7 separate regions of the Mus musculus genome follow, and all the other regions are linked to region 1. The links are chromatin contacts, called in public Micro-C and promoter capture Hi-C maps. All regions are on one chromosome and are shown on one strand. Each heading gives the region's core, a stretch centred on a gene start, on an enhancer-like site or on the middle of the called end of the contact. The rest is flanking DNA. Distances are from core to core; before and after follow the strand shown.

The links. Promoter capture Hi-C pulls out the DNA fragments that hold promoters and counts their contacts. Hi-C and Micro-C count contacts between places; a contact is called where the count stands out from the background.
Region 2: a Micro-C map of the G1E-ER4 cell line shows a contact between it and region 1. The contact joins the promoter of Atf1 here to the promoter of Eif4b in region 1. A contact is called at or near these places in 1 of 484 Hi-C or Micro-C datasets (the G1E-ER4 cell line) and 2 of 115 datasets of contacts at active chromatin or transcription factors (large pre-B cells and microglia).
Region 3: a contact with region 1 is called in a promoter capture Hi-C map of pre-B cells, with 9 times the contacts expected there. The contact joins the promoter of 5330439K02Rik here to the promoter of Eif4b in region 1. A contact is called at or near these places in 3 of 39 promoter capture datasets (liver and pre-B cells), 2 of 115 datasets of contacts at active chromatin or transcription factors (astrocytes and large pre-B cells) and 1 of 9 other capture datasets (liver).
Region 4: a contact with region 1 is called in a promoter capture Hi-C map of pre-B cells, with 8 times the contacts expected there. The contact joins the promoter of Pou6f1 here to the promoter of Eif4b in region 1. A contact is called at or near these places in 4 of 39 promoter capture datasets (cranial neural crest, hippocampal neurons, liver and 1 more).
Region 5: a promoter capture Hi-C map of hippocampal neurons shows a contact between it and region 1, with 7 times the contacts expected there. The contact joins the promoter of Cela1 here to the promoter of Eif4b in region 1. A contact is called at or near these places in 3 of 39 promoter capture datasets (3T3-L1-derived adipocytes, hippocampal neurons and pre-B cells).
Region 6: a contact with region 1 is called in a promoter capture Hi-C map of pre-B cells, with 6 times the contacts expected there. The contact joins the promoter of Slc11a2 here to the promoter of Eif4b in region 1. A contact is called at or near these places in 3 of 39 promoter capture datasets (erythroid cells, liver and pre-B cells).
Region 7: a promoter capture Hi-C map of liver shows a contact between it and region 1, with 6 times the contacts expected there. The contact joins the promoter of Csrnp2 here to the promoter of Eif4b in region 1. A contact is called at or near these places in 4 of 39 promoter capture datasets (hippocampal neurons, liver and pre-B cells).

Annotation. Positions count from the first base shown.
Region 1 is chr15:102,072,389-102,075,125 of GRCm38.p6, forward strand. It overlaps Eif4b (eukaryotic translation initiation factor 4B), which reads left to right and starts at 1,385. Exons shown (of 15, transcript NM_145625.3): 1 at 1,385-1,575. The coding sequence starts at 1,563.
Region 2 is chr15:100,226,456-100,229,155 of GRCm38.p6, forward strand. Atf1 (activating transcription factor 1) reads left to right here and starts at 1,404. Exons shown (of 7, transcript NM_007497.3): 1 at 1,404-1,627.
Region 3 is chr15:100,467,038-100,469,737 of GRCm38.p6, forward strand. It overlaps 5330439K02Rik (a long non-coding RNA gene), which reads right to left and starts at 1,330. Exons shown (of 3, transcript XR_001781773.2): 1 at 1,264-1,330. Letmd1 (LETM1 domain containing 1) reads left to right here and starts at 1,974. Exons shown (of 9, transcript NM_134093.3): 1 at 1,974-2,208; 2 at 2,648-2,700. The coding sequence starts at 2,087.
Region 4 is chr15:100,598,621-100,601,320 of GRCm38.p6, forward strand. It overlaps Pou6f1 (POU domain, class 6, transcription factor 1), which reads right to left and starts at 1,364. Exons shown (of 11, transcript NM_001304965.1): 1 at 1,143-1,364.
Region 5 is chr15:100,686,512-100,689,211 of GRCm38.p6, forward strand. Cela1 (chymotrypsin-like elastase family, member 1) reads right to left here and starts at 1,409. Exons shown (of 8, transcript NM_033612.2): 1 at 1,343-1,409; 2 at 614-696. The coding sequence starts at 1,382.
Region 6 is chr15:100,421,574-100,424,525 of GRCm38.p6, forward strand. It overlaps Slc11a2 (solute carrier family 11 (proton-coupled divalent metal ion transporters), member 2), which reads right to left and starts at 1,482. Exons shown (of 17, transcript NM_008732.2): 1 at 1,389-1,482. Gm5475 (predicted gene 5475) reads left to right here and starts at 1,620. Exons shown (of 3, transcript NR_040351.1): 1 at 1,620-2,671.
Region 7 is chr15:100,493,823-100,496,522 of GRCm38.p6, forward strand. It overlaps Csrnp2 (cysteine-serine-rich nuclear protein 2), which reads right to left and starts at 1,417. Exons shown (of 5, transcript NM_153407.2): 1 at 1,212-1,417.

The DNA of each region.
Region 1 (2,737 bases), core at 135-2,634:
GTGATTACCACTTTTGTATGTGGTGCTCCATACTGAGCTAAGAAAAGTATTTCTGTCTTCTTGTTTTGTTTTTGTTTGGTTGGCTGGTTTAGGGGTTATTTTGTTTTGTTTAGTTTTGTTTTGAGACAGGGTCTGTGTGTATGTAGCCTTGGCTGACTTGGAACTGGATATGTAGACCAAATTAGCCTCAAACTCTCTATACATAGAGATTTGCCTTTGTCTGCCTTCCAACTGTAGGAATTAGAGATGTGTGCCAGCTGGGCATGGTAATGAATACTGTTAATCCCAGCATTCAGGAGGCAGAGATAGGTGGCTCTCTGAATTTAAAGTCTTGCCTGGTCTACATAATGAGTTCCAGGACAGCCAGTGCTATGTAGAGAGACCCTGTTTCAAAACACCAAATTAAATATAAGTAAATAAATTAATTAAGGGTATGTGCCACCATGCCTGTTTCTGCAAATCATTTTTTAAAGTATATTTATTTTTATTTTATGTGCATTGCTGTTTTGCTGCATGTATGTCTATATGAGGGTGTCAGATCCTTTGGAACTGGAGTTAGAGTTGTGAGCTGCCATGTGGGTGCTAGGAATTCTGGAAGAGTAGTCAGTGCTCTTAACCGCTGAGCCATCTCTCCAACCCCTGTTTTTATTTGTTTGTTTTTTGTTTGTTTTATGGTTTGTATGTTTTAGGGTCATAAAAAAATTTTAGGAGCTGGAATTGTGGCTCAGTGGCTAAGAATGTTCCCTGTTCTTGTAGAGGGGCAGGCCATCTGGAGTTGTACCCAACTGCCTTTTACTCTATTAGCCTACTTACCTGTAATGTTTATCATTTGTAGTATTTTATTCAAGGTAGTTTTAATCCCTTTTTATATCCACAAATGTCTGTTAAACAGTGCCTGGCACGTGGCTGGTGTTCAATAGTTTCACTTTTTGAAATATATATTTTTAAAAAAAATGAAGCATTCGCTGTAAGAAATGTGGCTAGCCACTCGGTGCTGGCCCTTGTCAGTCCATTGGAGGGTTAAATGAGGCAAAAGCCCATGGTTCAAATGTTACCTTCTTAATTGAAACCATTCTACGGAACATTATATTTTCTTTGTCTTTACAAAAAGTGATTTAAAAAGAAACTCAGAATCTTCCCTTCGGAAAAAATCAATTGTGGCACACCCATTCTAGATTCCAAGTCCACTCTGTTCCATAGAATCAGCAAGTGCGACCCCGCCCTTCGCGCCGATCCAGCACCCACAAGTCTGTGCGCCAGGAGACTCCGCCCCGGGCGCAGATCGGACCGGACGGCCGCGCCGGGCCCGACGTAAAGCGAAGGGTTTCGCGACAGCTCAGACTCCACCCCTTCGGCCACATGTCGCGCAGGTCTTCCCGTCGGACGCCGCGCCACCCCCTCGCGCTGCTTTACGAACCCAGCGCGGCGGCGGCGCCCCGCCTTCTGCCTCCGTCCTCGGCTCCCCGCCCCCTCCTGGTTTCACGTCTCCAAGCCCGTCGCGCCCGCTATAATCACGTGACTGCCTCATCCGGGTCCTTTGCGTTCTCTCTCCCTCTCCCAACATGGCGGCCTCAGGTGAGTGAGCGGCCGAGCGTGGCCAAAGACCAGGCTCGGAAACAGCCTCCGGGCTTGGTCCGCTCCTTGCTGGAGGTCGGGGGCAGGAGGCACCGGCTCCTTTCGGACCTGGGGGCAGCGGCAGGCTAGCGGCATGGCCGCTTGAGGTTACCGCCTCGGGATGTCTAGGGGGAGGGGAAGGCCTTCCCCTCCCCCTCACACCCTTTTCACCCCGTTGCGCGAGGTTGGAGTAGGCAGAAATGGTGGACCCTGCCTTCAATTGGAGGAGGCAGCACAGAGAGACGTGCGGGAGGCGCGAGGCTCTCAAAGGCGTGAAGCACCGCGCCCGCGCCAAGGCGCGGGTGGAGGAAGGAGGCGGTTGGCGCGCGGACCGGAACACATTGGGCCGGGTCTCCAAGGCGCGAGGCCGTTGCGGACCCTCGTGGGGGCGGGGGGGTGCAGTTAGAACGCGAGCGCGAGGCTGTGGAGGGGCCGATGAAAGCAGCGGTGCGCGTGCGCGGCACGGGCGACGAGGCGAGGTGGTGGAGAAGGCGCGCCTCAGAAACACGCGCTGCTGGACTCCAGATGGGAAGCCTGGATGGACCTGGCTTTTGCTCGTTTATGACCTTGTACTTTAAGCTTTAGTCGGTTTGGGAGCGTGGCACGGCCGCTGTACTCCCAAGCGAACGCATATTAGGTTTGGCCCCACTATAGTTGGGGGTAGGGAACCCAGGGTGCTCCCACGTGTTAGGTGCTGTAGGGATAGACACCTAGATTTCTCCTGTGCCTTTTTCTTTCCACCTCTTGATTCAACCAACAGTTTTTATTGAGTGCACACTATATGCCAGGCAGAGGTGGGGAAGGAAATCGGGGCGTTGCATTATATAGAACTTCCATTTTTTGGGTAGTTTTAGTGTCAGGATTCAGCTTTTGTCATTTTCCCAGATAACTGGGAAACTTCCAGAAGGTGCTATTAAAATAGTGGCTAGAGGTTCTGCGTGCGTTTGTTTGTTTGGTGGAATGTATATTCCCTGCATTGCAAGTGAGGTTTGTGGAGGTCGTTTCGGGTTTTGTTTTTTTGTTTTGTTTTGTTTTCCAAGTTTTTTGCTTTTTGGGTTTTTTTGGCATTTGCAGTGGACCTGTGAATACCAGAGGGCTTTTAGACACCCAGCATTAGTTTTCG
Region 2 (2,700 bases), core at 154-2,653, 1.8 Mb before region 1:
GGAAAGAGCTGGAGAGATGGCTCAGTGGTTAAGAGCACTGACTGCTCTTCCAGAGGTCCTGAGTTCAATTCCCAGCAACCACATGATGGCTCTGTAATGGGATATGATGCTCTCTTCTGGTGTGTCTGAAGACAGCTACATAAAAAATAAATATAGGCCGGGCGTGGTGGCACACGCCTTTAATGCCAGCACTTGGGAGGCAGAGGCAGGCGGATTTCTGAGTTGAAGGCCAGCCTGGTCTACAAAGTGAGTTCCAGGACAGCCAGGGCTATACAGAGAAACCCTGTCTTGAAAAACCAAATATATATTTATATGTGTGTACACACACACACACACACACACACACACACATATATATATCTTTAAAAGAAAAAATAAAGGTTTGGAGGGAGGAAAAGAGAGAAATGATAATATAATCTCAAAAAAAGGACCCCTTTTAAAAACACTATGGGTGATGGAATGACTGCTGCTGGCCTGTTGTTCAGGCCAGGCTGGTATCTGCAAGCTTTCCCCCGACCTTACTTTGTAGGTCACTTTCCATAATGTTGAGACTCTGACTTAGTGTTGTACTTTCCATAGTTTTTTAAGACAGGCTTTCTTTGTATAGCCTTGCCGGGCCTGGAACTTTCTATGAAGATAAGAGATAGCACTGTGCCTGCCAACCCAAAGTGCTGGGGTCAGAGGCACAGCTGACCACGCCTGGCAATTTCCATAAATTTGATAGCGACTCCAGAGAGGTTGGGTAACTAGCCTAATCAGTCAAAACCCGAGTACTTCTATTTAAAGGTAGTCATCGGCCTTAGCTTTATTGGGCAATATTTGCTGAATCACGGTGCCTGGAGTCTAATAAGCCCTTCTAAACGCTTCAGTTTTACATCACATCGTATGTTCTGAAGGCTCAAAACCAAAGTCTTCACTCACCCAGTTATTAGGAGGGAAGGTGTCAAATACAACTTCTCAAAACATTTGATAATGCACTTTGTAGAGGGCATGCTAAAAACAAGCAAGCGAGCGAGCAAACCGCTATGATGCCCTAGCAGAACCTTGCCAAGGCTGAGATAAAGGCATCTGTATGAAGGTCAACTCCCCACAAGGACATGCTAAGTCCTTTCCGAAGCACTAAGATGGCAGCGCAAGGTTTTACAGTTACTTAAACAGAGCAGGTAGCCGAGGGTCAGCTGTCCCGCCCGCGAGAGAGGGAGGTCAGGACCCCGCGCCATTGCCCCAAGATCCCCGGAGCTCCCCCAGCGTCCCCGTGGCGGCCCGCGCGCTCCCGAGCTCGCCAAGATGGCGGCGCTCACGTGACCACGCGGTGACGCAGCACGCCGGCGCGCAGGCCACGCCCCTCCCCACGCTCCCGCGCACTCCTCGGCCGCCCCCCCCCCCCCCCCCAGCCCCGGCCCCCGGCCTGTGCGGATCATGCCGCCTGCGACGCCCCTCGCGGCCGGGAAACGGTAGCCGCGACGGTTGGCTCTCGAGTTACGCTCTCCTCCCGCACCCCGCCGACCCCTGGGACGCGCGCCACCTCGCTGCGGTGCGCGGCTGGCAAGTGAGGAGTAAAGTCGGCGCCGCCTGGGACGGGGGAGTGGAGCTTCCTGCCCCGGGCAGCGGCCAGGCGGCCCCGCGGGTGAGTGGGGCGCGGCGGAGCGCGAGGCGGCCCGGGCGGGAAGGCGGCGCCGGCGGGGACGCAATGGCGGCCACGCGCCGGCCGGGGGTCGCGCGCGGCTCGGCGGGCGGTGGGGGAGGGGCGCGGTGGGGGTGGGGCCGGCCGCGCGCTTCCGGTCGCGCGCGTCCCGAGCGCCCGGGCGTTAGGCTCCCCTCGCCTCCGCGGGGCGCGTTGGGAGAGGCGCCCCGGGCCTCCCGCGCTCCTTGGCTCGGCCCGCGCCGCATGGAGGCGGGAAGAAAAGCCGAGCGGCGGCCTCCGGCAGGCTGCAGACGCCGCGGCCTTGGGCTCCCGCCTCCATGACTGGGAAAACCGAGGCAACCCGCCCTGTGGCGGGGCACGGCGTTCCTCTCCTTCCGGGAGTCTCGCCGCTGGCCGCCTAAGTTATGATAGAAACTTAAAAGAGTCTCGGTAGCCGCCTTTTCTTTTTGAGACGGGATTTGTTGCGAAGAGTTCATGGTGCAGGACTTCCAGACGCGGTCGCCGGGTCCGGTTTATTATAGCGTTTTTAGTTTTGCCTGAGACAGGGCTTACCAAACTGGCCTTAAATAAATTTATATATACATACACACACACATACATACATACATACATACATACATAGTCCAGGTTGGCTTCGAACACGGCTTATGTTAGGATTTTTTGTTTGTTTTTTTGTTTTTCTTATATGAGTACACTGTAGCTGTCTTCAGACACTCCAGAAGAGGGAGTCAGATCTCATTACAGATGGTTGTGAGCCACCATGTGGTTGCTGGGAATTGAACTCAGACCTCTGGAAGAGCAGTCAGTGCTCTTAACTGTTGAGCCATTTCTCCAGACCTTCAACATCTTTTTCAAGGAAGGAAGCTAAGACGCCTTTTCCTCACTCACCAGCTGAGAAGTCTCTGTACTTGATATTTATTGATATTTACTGTTCACTCGTGACAGTCTGCTGGTCACTGAGCACACTTTACTGCAGACAGGCACTGCCTTTAGAGAGCTTAAAGCTGGGAGAAACAGGCAGGCTAGTAAACATAGCTGTTAAGTAATTCAGAGAT
Region 3 (2,700 bases), core at 80-2,579, 1.6 Mb before region 1:
ACCCAGCCGGCTCAGCATTGGCCACCACCTCTGCAGCTGTATATTTCCTGTTTGTTTTTTTTTTTCCATTTTTTATTAGGTATTTCGCTCATTTACATTTGCAATGCTATACCAAAAGTCCCCCATAGCCACCCACCCCCTCTCCCCTACCCACCCACTCCCCTTTTATGGCCCTGGCGTTCCCCTGTACTGGGGCATATAAAGTTTGCGTGTCCAATGGGCCTCTCTTTCCAGTGATGGCCGACTAGGCCATCTTTTGATGCATATGCAGCTAGAGTCAAGAGCTCCGGTCCTGTTTGTTTTTAAATGTTTATCTTTGTGCATGTATGTGAGCATTCGTGTGTGGTTCGTCCGAGTGGATGTATAATGAATGCCACACGTCAGTCAGAAGACAACCTGAGATGTCTGTCCTGTCTGCCACTTTGGGAAAGGGTCTTTTCTCAGTCTCTTTTCCCTGCAGGGCGTTCCAGACAAGCTGGCCTCCGAGATTCTGGACATTTTCCTATTTCTACCTCTCACCTTCCCCACTGCAGTGCTGGGATTATAAATGTACGCACTGTGGGCTGGACAGAGAGAGACAGACAGAGACTGAGCTTGTGTGCACACACACTCGTTACCTGTATGTCAGTGGAAGGGGAATGGAAGAAGAAATACTCAGCAGCTATGTGAGGAAATGAATCCGTAGAATCCGTATCACATTTTTTCTTTTTGTAGTTTGTGTACATGTTTGCGCATGCCTGGTGTTGGATATGCACATATCTTTTTTTTTTTTTTTTGGACAGGGTCCCCTCTAACCCTGTAACTTGCTAACTTGGCTAGACTGGCTGGCTAGCAAGTGCCAGGGCTCCTCCTGCCTGGGTCTCAGCTCTAAAGAAGCTCCGGGTTCCCCTGCACAGAGGCCAGGACGTGGGTGTGTTGGGGGTGGGGTGGGGAGGCGGTCATAGGCACAGACCACCGTGCCCAGCTTTTGGCGTTAGAGTCAGGGATTGAACTCAGGTCCTTAAGCTTACTCAGCACTTTACCCAGGACGACCTCCCCCCCCCCGCCCCCCCCCCCACACCCTGGACTACACAAAATGCCCTCCCTTTAGTTTGTTCTCCCAGGCAGTGCCTTTCCATTTCTGTTAGAAAACCGTCTGTGACTGCGCTCGTGTCTCCTGGGAGTTCTATTAGCGAGCCGGAGACACCGTAGTTGAGGGACTTAGAAGCTACCTGAGAACCGAGAGAACCCATCTTTTGGTCATTTTCTATCCTACCTACCTACCTCCTCTTGCAGAGAACAGCTTTGCAACTGTTCAAACCACCAGCCCTCCAAACACGGAGATGTTCTACAGACGTGGGAGCTTTTGCAAACATGCAAACATTTCATCCTTCGATCTTCACAGAATTCTGCAACACAGGTACAACCCACATGAAGTTCACCGAAGTGACCTGTCCAAGGTCCCCCACACTAAACCTGACTGCAGACGCATGGCTTCAGCGTGCTTCACGTCCGTTAAAATGCCTATGGACACAAGAGGGCCGTCGACTCTCGCGGACAGCTGGACGCCTAGAAACCCTTCCGAGTTTCAAGTAGTCATTTCTCCAAAAAATATCCACCGCGCACCTACTCCGTGACAAGGGCGCGTGAGGACCAGAAAGCGAGGGTTGGAAAGGGGTTCTACACCTGCCGCCAGATTGATGGAGGGCGGAGCCCTGCCGGCCGCCGCCACTAGAGGGCGCAGCGCCACCCCGCGCCGCCGCCATCGGGGCCACGACCCCGGGCTCCCACAGAGGTCAAGGGCAGCGCCCGCGGCCCCGAGCCCCCAGGGACCGACGAGGGCACTGGGTTCCTCAAGGAGACGCCGTCCTCGGCTCACGATAGCGACCTCAGGCTGGGCCGGCGCTCGCTCCCTCGGGGAGGCTCGCTTCCGGTCCTGCGCGCGGAAGCGTCGCCGCGTCCAATCCGGGTCCCCGCCCGGGCTCGCCCGGGGGGCGCGGGGCGGCTCGCAGCCGCCTGTCGGCGTGGAGGGGCGGCGCGTGCGTGCTGCGGGGCGCACTCTGACCCGGAGACGACCTCTCTCCGCGCTCCCTCCCCTGCTGTGAAGATGGCGCTGTCCAGGGTGTGCTGGGCTCGGGCTGCTCTGTGGGGTTCGACTGTCGCCCCTGGACCCTTTGTCACCCGGAGGCTGCAGCTGGGCCGCTCTGGCCCTGCGTGGCGAGCCCCTCGGTGAGGGCCCTGGAGAAAGAAGAGCATTTTTGATGTAGAAGCCCTTCCAGCGGCTCAGCCTCCGCCTCTCGGGATCCCCTGCCTTGGGCCCTGGGTTTTGCTTTTCCATGCAGGATTCCCACCGAACGCCCGTCCCTGTCCCTCTCCGTACTCCGTGTCCACCCGATTGTCCCCGCACATCCTGAGCTCATCTTTCAGCTTCCCCTTCCCATCTCTCCATGGCTTCAGCTTGCATTCTCCTGGCCCCGCAGGCTTTGCGCACGCTCCACGCTCACACCTTTCTGCATGATCTGCCCCTCTCATACCAACCCTAACCCTGAGCTTGGGTTTTCAGAAGAGTTCTGGCAATCGCTCTCAGAAACCGTATGTTTACCGAGGGGTCCTACGTACCGAATGGCTTCTACTCCTTCGCAGATAGTCTCTTTGGTCTTCGTTGTAGGTCTTCAAAGCTTCACCTTTCTCCGAAGGCGGACGTGAAGAACTTGATTTCTT
Region 4 (2,700 bases), core at 114-2,613, 1.5 Mb before region 1:
AAGAAACAGAAACCAGCGTGTCTTCTCTGTTTCTCTCTCTCTGGCTTTACCTGATCTGATTTTTTTTTTTTTGTTTTTTTCCGAGTTTGTTTGTCTTGCTCCTTCCAGGACAGGTGGGGCTTTGTCTGAGTGCGGCTCTCGCACACTGATTTTTTTTTATTGAAGTACCATAGAAGGAATGAATGTGATTCTGCTTTACATATGTAAAGAGGCCCCCGAGTCACAGAAATATCCTGCTCACAAACTTCAATCAAAACGGAATACACGCCCAGCATGCCGGTTTGCAGTGTTGACTGTCGTAGATTACCAAAGCGACGGGTATATATGCATGGAACTGGGGGCCCCGCCTTCTATTTTGTGAGCAAGGAATGCCAGGGAGCCAACAGGCTACAGTCTCTGTGTCTGCTAGGAGCTTCCTGTCTTTGGCCTAGGGAAGCTTTTGAGCAGGCTTTCATTTTCTCCTGCCCAGCTGCAGCGACTACTCTGTAAAGGTTTCAGGCTTCCCACCCAAGCCCGAGGAGGCGATCTTAGCGCTGAAGTGGCTTAGAAGCCACTCTGGAGATCCCTCAGCCTTGCCAGGTGCAAATGTCCCGGGAGGAGATAGTGGGCCCGTTTTATGACATTATTAATACTAATACTGTCATTAAATATTTATGAAGTGCTCACGCTCTGATCGACGGTGACCCTCCCACCATTCCCCCATCCTTCCAGTGACAGCGAGGTCTCTGCCCCCCAGAGTCCCACCAGCCCTTTCTCCGGAGTAGCGGTGACAGGTCGCCAGGGAACCCAAGCGTCCCGGGATCCAGGACTCTACGTGCCTCTCCCCGACACCCCGCCCCCCACCAGGGCAGGGCGTCCACCCAAGCGGCCGCCCCTCCTCGAGTGTCCGCGGGGACCGGAGACCAGGGTGCGGCCCGGGGTCTGCGGCCCCAGGTGGGCAGAGCGCGGCCCTCGACTCCCAGAGCTCCAGCCTCCGGGGCCGCAGCCCGCCGCCCCGGCCCCGCGCCTTTTTCTCTCTTTATCATAAATATATAAATTATGCTAATTACGGGCATTGCATATTAACCAAATTCGAAACCTCCCCTGCCCGGCCCCCTCCCCCTCCGTGCAAAGCCCTCCCCGCCCCGGACCCCGCTACTCACCGGAGCCCGAAGCCCAGCCTCCCGCTCCCCGGCTGCCCAGCGGCCACCGGCTAGACACTCATCCCCCAGCCCGGGCCAGGGGGCCGCGGCCGGGGCGGCCGCCCGCAGACAAAGAAGCCGGAGCGGCTCGGCCCGGCTCGCTCGGCCCGGAGCCACTCGGGACCCGCCGCCCCCTGAGCCCCCCGCCGGGGCTGGCAGAGCGGAGCGGCGGTGGGTTGCGGGCCACGCACGGGCCGGGACGCCGGGGGCGGGGGCGGCCAGGTGCAGTCCCCTCCTCGCCCCCTCCTCCCTCCCCCCCTTTCCCTCCTTCTGCTACTTGGATTTTTTTAGCTGCTGCGTCATGAGCATAATTTATGCAAAGCGCTTTGCCGCATGCTGCACCTCCCGCGCCAGCCGCCGGGGGCGGCGGTCAGGAAAAGGAGGGGGGGTCTGGGAAGCTGCGAGCTGCGCGTGGGGGTGGGTAGGAACCCCAGGCCTCGCGGGGACTGGGACCCAGGGCCTGTGGGGCCGCTTGACTCAGCCCCCTTGGAGAGCAGGACTGGAGTCTCGATAGGGGACCCCGTGTCGCCTTCCCTTCAGCCGAGGATTGAGCAGTGACAACCGTGACTCTCTGGTGGTCAACTGCCCTTCTCAACGGCCAACCTCAAGTTCACGTCTGTCCTCTAGGCCGTAAAGGAGAGGGAACTCGGACGTCACTAAGGCTCAGGGTCTCCGGAGCAGCTGTGCACATCCCAGAGGGACCAGGGTCCCGGACGCTCTGCTGAGCTAGCTCGCTTTCCCACCTTCAGGAGGGGCGGGGTCCCACCTGCAGCCTGCGGGCTAGTCAAGCAGCACACGAAGGTGTGAAAAGAAAGGCAAAGTTTGACGCGATGGAGAAAAACAAGCCACTGTTTTGGGGACCGTGATGGTGGGGAGGGTTTGTTATATCTACTGACTTTTGAAGGTAGAGGGAGACTCAGAGGCCGATTAGGGGCCAGGGGAACGAAGGTTTGGGACATAATGGACAAAAGAAGGAAGACCAGGAGAGCGAGAAAGAATGAAGGGAGTCACCAGAGAAGAGCGTTATCAACGCAGCCAAGTGGATTCCCAACAGTGTTTCCCTCTTCGCCCTCACCCCACACCCGTGCTTCCGTGGTCTAGGATGATCTCGGTAGGCCGTGCAGAAGCAGCAATAGGAGAAATGATGAACTGTAGAGCCCTTGCCAGACAGTCCCTTAAACGTCTCCAGTGGAAGCACACACTCAGGAGGAGAGGGGAGCAGCATCGGCTGGGTTTGACCAACAGGTACACTCCAGGCTGCCTGCATCATGCTGGCTACTGGTGCCGCAGAGCTGGGCTGTCCGCTGTTTTCCTGGGGCCATGGAGGAGGCACTGCGGGTGAGACTAACTAAAGGGTCAAGAACCAGAAAGCTTGGGGTTTTATCCCAGCGCGTCCATCCATTTGCGGTCTAGGCAAACGATACAGTTTAGTTTTACAAACAGAGGTAGCCTGAGCCGGGCACCGTCCCACCTGTAGGACCGGCTGCTGGAGAGGCAGCAAACCGAATGAACCTGTGAA
Region 5 (2,700 bases), core at 159-2,658, 1.4 Mb before region 1:
ACAACAAACAAAAGCCTGGATGCTGTGGAAAGCATCTGGGGTTCCCAGCACTCTCTGGTGAGGCGGGAGGTGCAGACCGGAGAGTGACCCAGAAGCTTGGGGAGTTCAGTGAGGCGGGTGAGGGGTTGGCACCAGCATGGTATGCAGCATACAGCGGAGCGGCAGAAACATGAAAGGCCACGCCACAAACATGGTGGAAGGTTAGCAACCTTCTGTGCTGTGGCAGTCTGGCACTTTGTCTGTGTCTCTGTGTCTCTGTGTCTCTCTCTGTGTGTGTCTCTCTCTCTCTCTATCTCTCTCTCTCTGTCTCTCTCTCTCTCTCTCTCTCTCTCTCTCTCTCTCTCTCTCTCTCTCACACACACACACACACACACACACACGTTTGAGAGTCTATGACCACAAGACTGGTATATAAATTCATCCCCCGCCCCCAATCATTTTGTATTTAGACTCCCACCTCAGTCTTGTTCCACACATGGTTAAAATCTAGAATTAGACAGCAAGTGAGCTGCCTGCTGGTAAAAACACATATACACCTAAAATACATTTTTGGGGGTGTGTGATGCACAGCATCTTTTGTTTGGGTAAAAGCCTGGGCTAGAGCAACACCCACCTGAGACGGCCAAGAGTTCCTCCGGGCTTCAGCCCCTCCAACCACGCGGGCGTCAGTTTCCGGAACGTCCTCGGTACTGTGTCCTTTGTGGGGCAGAGAGCGAGTGATGACTAAGCGTGGGTCTGGCCGGGTGGGGGGTGGGGCGAGGCAGCTACACTGTGAAGACTGTTAGCTTTGTCTGCAGATTTACTGCTCTCCCCCAAAACACTGAGGGGCCAGTTCTGAGTCATCTGTGCCCCTTTTGCTTCTTTTGAAAACAGTGCCTCAGAGTGCTTTCTTTTCCTCTGGGGTGTCTGAAGTGTCTGGGGTGTCATTTTCCCTTGCCATGAAAGTCCTGCCCAAACCACTAAGCTAGGGTCCACTGGTGCCTAGGCTCACCCCCACTCAAGGCCACCGCTCAGCTGAAGGAAACCCCTCCCGGGCTTCAGGAGGATTCTCCAGGAGCAGTGTGCATCCAATCAAGCAGTGTCTGGGCATCTTGCAGCCAAGAGGGCTGGTGGGGAACTCCCAAGGGGCTCCTTCTCTGCCTCTTGACTCAACCTCCTGCAAGGCCAGGCAGTGCGCCTCAGCGCCTGTCCTTTGCTCAAGGAGAGTAAGGCTTTTGCTAGGCTGACAGACACAGCTTTCTGCCTTCCTCTGAGATAGAAAGCCAGCCAGGGCGTAGAGACTTTATGATCCTCCCTGCTCAAGTCCACCTCCCTCAGAACTTGGGCCAAATGATCCACTTACCACACAGGACCAGGGAAGCAAACACCAGGAAGCGCAACATGTTGTGGAGAGAGTAGACCACTGTCCCCTTGCCATGAACCGAGCCCTCTTTATACGCCTCTTATCAGCAGCTTTGCTGACCTTCCTCCTGCCAGCTGGGCAGGGCCATGGGTAGAAGGCAGGGAAAAGCGCAGGTGACATGAAAGTACAAATGAACAAAATTTTAAGTCAACTCATTTATCTGATATTCAAAGACAGAACAAGGACGGCATCCACTTAACCCAAGTCAACTGAGTTGACCTCAGTTGAGACGCAGCCTGCAAATCCTTAGCGGGCTTTCGAGATGGCTGAGAGGGTGAAGCCGTTTGCCACCAAGCTGACCACCTACGTTCAATCCTCGCAACTCACATGGTGGAAGAGTGGATGGATTCCTGCGAGTTGTCCCCTGCTTGCCACACGCATGCCCTCATGCACACATGGACACACCACAAACACATAGATAGGTAAACACAATAATAAAAAATTCAAAATGGGACTGGAGAGATGGCTCAGAGGTTAAGAGCACTGACTGCTTGCTCTTCCAGAGGTCCTGAGTTCAATTCCCAGCAACCACATGGTGGCTCACAACCATCTGTAATGGGATCTGATGCCCTCTTCTGGTGCATCTGAAGTCAGCTACAGTGTACTTACATAAAATAAATAAATCTTTTTTTTTTTTTTTTAATTCAAGATGAAGAATGAGGATTGCTTTTTTTGGTCATATGTGCCCCGTGTTGTCCGAATCTCTCCCATCACCCACCACTGTCCCACTGTCCACTGTGGCACTATACATACAGAGACCTGTCCTGTGCACGTAGGGATTGGGGTTTGGGGAGCAGGTGAGGCATGGCACCTTCTCTATGTCCAAAGAGGGAGATGGGTTTGTCCACAGCACAGAGATGTAGGCTGAAACCCAGGAACAGAGCGAAGATGATGCTATGAAGAGGAAACAGGTCTGGAAAGGTTCCAGAGGGAAGCTACTCTCAGGGCAAGAGCATGTGAGCAGGAGGGCTGAGAGCACAGCAGGGGAAGGACCAGCAGAAGAAGGAGGTCAGAGGGTGGTATGCCCCAGAGAGTATAGAGGGCCATGAGCGGGGCACAAGATGGCCGGCCTCAGAGCAGAGGACTGTGGGAACAGTAGCTCAGAAGCTGCCAGGCTTCCCCGGGACCCTAGTTACCTTTGAACCGGAGTCCAGGTTTTGGGGCTGCAGGGTTGGGAGAGGCTGGGGAAAAGGCTTATAGGAAATCTGTCCCCTGAGCCTTCAGGAGAGTCAATGCCCAGGTAACTTGAGTGGCTCCATCTGCAGCTCACCTTCAAGCATCCAGAAACAGAGGTGATC
Region 6 (2,952 bases), core at 232-2,731, 1.7 Mb before region 1:
GAAATCTCAATGTTACATTTACCAGCAGAGCTACTGCAGGAAACAGCCTAAAACGTTACTTAACCACCCCATTCAATAAACTCAGCAGAAGCCAAGTTTGAGTGGTAAAAGTCTGTGATCTCAGCAGAGGCAGGAGGATCACTGTAAGCTAGAGGACAATTTGGTCTACACTGCAAGTTCAAGGCCAGTTAACGAGAGGTAGCCAGATCTAGTCTCAAAAAGACAAAGAGTAAGAAGGTACTGTCAGCACCTTGCATCTCTTCACCTGTAATTAGATGCACTTGCAGACTAACAGTATGGCTAGAAAGCCTTGCCTGGAGGACCTTTGGCAATAGCCCAGGGGACTCAGGGCAAAGACTACTGAGAAGGTTAAAGTCTTTAAGGAAACAGCAGGCACAAGCAAGCAGTAATTTAAAAAAAAAAAATACCGGTCAGCAGGAGACTGCCCTAAGCACTTTACCTGTATTAACTAACAACACCAACAGCCCTGACAGACCCAACCTTCACCACCACCACCACCACCACCCCATCCCCCCACCCCACCTTTAAGTGTGGACCGCAGGAAAGCTTAAGGAGCCTGAACCAAAAGTTAACACAGCCAAGAAGTAAGGAGACTTGGTCAGGGTGGAGAATGCCACGGTGGACAACGTGGACAGTTTCCCGTGGTTTCCCCACGGGTCACATGGAAGCTCTCGGATGCCCACCGGCCCTCACCAGCTCTTCTCCCATATTTTGCTTTTGCTGCCTTAAATCACACCGTTGAAAACCAAGGGATAACCGAGTGTCTCCATTTTATACAGCGGAAACTCTACTTCTGAGGATGCCCTTCCAAATATGATGTATCCAAGAAACGGACAAAGAATCCAAAGGTGGAATATCAAACAAATGAGTTTGCAAACTACCCGGCCTAGGACGCCGCTGAGAAGGGGAGTATCCATCGCGTGCAAGTGTCCCTGAACGAGGCCTTGGAAGGCGCAGGGTCCCAGGCTGCACACACAGCCGGACAACCGAGCAGCACTCAACCGCGAGGCCTGAGGCCTTCGGGCAGACCGCGCAGCTCCCGCAGCCGCTGGGCTGACAGGGCGCTGCGCTGCAGGGCACCCGGGGCTCCGGGAGGGCACTGCGGTCGCACCCCCCGGCCGGCCGGCCGCGGAAGGGTGGTCCGGTGTCCCGGGTGGCGGTGAAGAGCCGAGGCCCGTGATCGTCGGCGCCTATGCTGAGCCGGGAGCCCTCCCGGTCTCCTCGGGATACCGGGTTCCCTCCCCGGGCTCGCCGCTGCGCCCTCCCCGCAGGCTGCTCCAGCCCCGTAGGTCGCCGTCCGAGCCCCCTCGCACGCCCGCGCACAGCGGGCCGCCGTAACCCCTGACCCTGCCAGCACCCCGGCTTACCGGCTCCGCCACCTCCACACACGCCGCGCCGGCGACTCCATATCCCAGGAGCCAGCGGCGACCCAGTCAACCTCCTGCCCTCCCGTGATTGGCCGGCCGGGCGGGAGCCCCCCTCTCCTGATTGGCTGGACTCCTGCAGCTGCGGGATTGCGTGGCCGGCGGACCGGGAACGGAGGCTCCGCCCATCCGAGCTGCCTGGGGGCGGGGCCTGAGCGGGGGCGGGGCTGATCCGGAGGCGTGATTCCGCCGGGCGCGCCACGGTCCTCGCAGTTCAAACCTTCGGCGTTCTTATATTGGCAACTCCCATCCCCGGAATGCTCGGGACATATACATTTTTGTCATAGTTCCCGCCACTTCCTTTTAGGCAGCTACACGCCTTTTTCCTCCTAAGAGATGATAACTCCGAGAAACAGCTACACTCGATCCTAAGGCGCCATGGCAGTCCCTATTAGCTTCTTGAGCCACTGCTCGGTGCCCACTGACGCGCCAAGAACACCCCACGCCTGGGAGGAACCGAGAAACTTCGACCAGTGGAGCCAGTTCGGCTGCACCCGTCGTCCTACTCCCAAGACTCACAGTGATCCCACCTGGCTCTGTCTCTTCTCCACACATTTTATCCTGCCTGCCCCCAAAACAGTCCCACTCCATCCCCGGCCTCAGCCTCACCTCTTCGCAGTTTTATGACCTGACAACCCCCCGCCCCAAGTTGCCACCGAAAAGGACTTCTCGATTTCCCCTACAACAGTATAGATGACAGCCCTGTTTTCTTCATATAGAAACTGCCGGGAGAAATGTTCATTATTTGGTAAGAACGGAGATAGGAAGAAAGGGTAAACCCTAAAGATGGAAACTTTAAAAAAAAAAAAAAAATGACAGCAAAAGCAAACAGAAAGGCCCCTGGCTGGGGCTGCTGCTCTTCATACAGAATCGTCACCTGAAAGAAGAGAAACTACAAATTAATCTTGGCCGCCTCTCCAGCTCATCCGTGGCGTTGGAGAAAGGCTTCTTAAATGCCTTCGAGCCCAGAACCTTTCTTCTGGGACCTTCCGCTGCATCTAGAAAAGAAAGGGGCGAGATCTGTTTGTGTCAGCGTCCAGGTGTGCTCCTCGGCTGGCCAGCGTCCCTGGGCTGTGGCCACTTACTTAGCTCACAGTTGGGAGCAGCTGCTGCCGCCCTTGGCTGCTTCTTCCCCATGGTGCAGGACTGGTTTGGCTTTTCAGAGCAGCGCAGCCTCTATATATGCAGAGGAGTACGCCTCCCCTTGGCTAGAGAGAACACTTAAGGTAGGTCAACACTGAGGGAAAAATTTCAAACCGCACCCTTCAAAGCATAATCAAATTTCATCTTTGACCGGCCATGAGAAGGAGGAATTGTATTTCTGCCACTCCTAGTTATTAGTAAAAATTAATTGAGTTAAAAGTTTTCTTCTGAGATTTCATTTATGTGCCATTCGGCAGGGCAGGACGTGGAGGCGGGCAGTGGGTGCCCTGGCGGTAATGTAGTAAAGCCTTTTGTCTGGAGGCCACTCCCCTGGGAGTTGAAGCTGGGGTTCAGGGACTCACTC
Region 7 (2,700 bases), core at 167-2,666, 1.6 Mb before region 1:
GAAGACTACCAGACACTCTGGGGCAGCGAGGCTCCTGTTATACCGCAACACTGTAACACTTGAGTACGATGCCCTACCTTGTTCCCCCTTTCTAAGATACTGTGGGTGATTCGCAAATACTATCTTATGGCTCTACGTGTCCTTGCGATCCCCAAGATCGTGGAAGTGGGAAGACACTCGGTGTAAACCTCCTCCTTAAGCTAGGTATTTAAAGAAGGCCCCTTCCCTCCTCTACTCCCCAGGTTGTCCCCGTTTAGGTTAGAATTCGGCTTCCTACATTAAAGCCACATCCTAGAAGACACAGAGCTTTGTGAGAGACCTGGAACATGATGCCGCATTAACTCTCCTCGGAAGGATATCGCCATTTATAACTCTCCCACACACCAACACCCTGGTTTTGGATATCTGTAAAATTTAAAGCCACCAAAGAAAAGGAGAATGTGAATCGGCTGGGGTTCTAACCACGAAAACTGGAGGACACGGGGAACAGTGTCATCTCTTGGGGATAACTTCTAACCTTTCATACTGAAGAATGGTTTCTGTGTCACACTGTCACTCTCAACCCTTCTAAAAGGGTGAATCAAGACCATAGCACTCAAAGGATGGATGGCAGGCGGCTGCGTGTTTAGGCCTGCGAAAAGGATCAAGCTAGCACCCGGGACAAGTGATGCTCTCATTTTTGCACACAACGCCAGAAAAAATGGGAGACATCGGGAATCAGAGCAGAAGGGACATGCCAAGTCACCAGTTCCCCTCAGCACCGCTGAAGAACCCTTCCGCTCTCAACCCATGGATTCCCGCTAACCTTCCCGCTCATTTCCATCTTCTGCAGTCCCCACAGCCTTCCACATCCTCCTGCCTGCTACTCACAAATTCCCAACCACTCCTCCCACATTTTCCTCCAGGCCCCCTCCCCTTCCTTCACTTCCCTCCATCCTACATCACTGCCCACTCCATTCCGAACTCAGCCGTCAGCCGCAATCCAGCCGGCTTCCAAGCCGCCCATCCATCCCTCGAGCTAGCCTGCAGCCCGACCCGCGTCCCCGGCGCCCCTAGCTCTCACGCCTCTTCCCAGAGGCGCCTCGGCTCCCCGCCCCCCGCCTCCTTAGTCCGCACAGCTCGGCGCCGGAGCGCTGCTCCACGGCTGCCCGAGAACTGCTGCCAGGCAAGGACGAGGCGGACCCCTCCTCCCCGCACCCCAGGCCCATTACCGGCCCCGCCGCAGCCGCTTCTCCCGTCACGGTCTCCGCCGCCCCCGCTGCCTACTCAGCCCGTGTGCAAGGAGGGGAGACCGAGGCGTGCCGGCTCCCAGGCCCGTCGCGTGGCTCTCGGGGCTGCAGGGTGTGTGGGCCGGCCGGCAGGCGGCGGGGGTCGGGCGGCTCTGCACTCTGGCTCCCCGGGCAGCGAAGACCAGAACCGTCCCGGCTCCGGCTAACAATAGGCTCCGGCTGCAGCGCTCTGCCTCTTATAGGCGCCGGCGCGTCGCGGCCGAGGCCCGGGGCAGCCTGGGAAATGGAGTCTACACTTGGCCCACACCCAAGGCATGCCGGGAGTTGGAGGCGGCCAGTGCCCAAAAGCCCTCGCCCACCCTGGAACATTCGCGGCGGACCCCGGAGAGCGCCTGTAGGGCAGTTGCCCGCCTTGAAGCGGGAGGCTGCGGATCCTCGGCTACACTTCCTCGCACCAGAACCTCACCCCATGCCTGGGGAACGTGATTCTCACGGGGTTGTCCCATATGACTTGCTGCAGCTGGCCTAATTTATAAGAGAAATTATGAGCAATGACCTATCTATTTATATGATGGATCGATTTCAACATTTTTCCCACCCCAAACGGGGTCTCTCTACATGGCTCTGGCTGCCCTGGAACTCACACTATTCCAGGCTGGCCTCGAACTGAAGAGATCCACCTGCCTCTGCGTCCTGAATGCTGGATAACGGCGTGCGCCACTATACGGGCTGATTTCTTCACATTCTTAAATTTTTCTTTTCTTTTCTTTTTTTAATTATTGTCTCTGATAATCACAGTTTTGCAGTTCATCTTTAAAGTGGGCAAAATATGGACCAAAAAGTTATAGCTCTGGCTGTCCTGGAACTCACTTTGTAGACAAGGCTGGCCTCAAACTCAGAAATCTGCCTGCCTCTGCCTCCCAAGTGCTGGGATTAAAGGCGTGTGCCACCACGCCCGGCTTACCTTTACAATCTTATGCCAACCAGCCATACGTTGGTTCAGTTAGTAACTATTCAGGTCTTCATATTAGAGAGGTAATACATTACACACACACACACATACACACACACACACACACACACACACACACACACCGTTTGGTTTTGAACAGGGTCTTTTTAGCTCAAGATGGTTTTGAATTTGTTTATTTGAGACAGGGTTTCTCTGTGGCGTTGGCTGTCCTGGAACTCCCTCTGTAGACCAGGCTGGCCTTGAACCCCAAGATCTGCCTGCCTCCCATTTTAAAAGCCTGCTTTAGCTTCTTAAGTACTGGAATGAGAGCCATGATTTGAAATAACTGCTTCTTTTGGTCTCTTTATTTCCTTGGCATCACTACCACTTGTATTTGTTGTTTTTTAGTCTTCTGTCTTGACTGGATTCCATGGAACTTGAATTGAAGAGTTGTTTATTTATTGTATTCTCAATACCAGGTTTTTAAAATCTGGTTATTTGACATTTAGGAGCACAGTG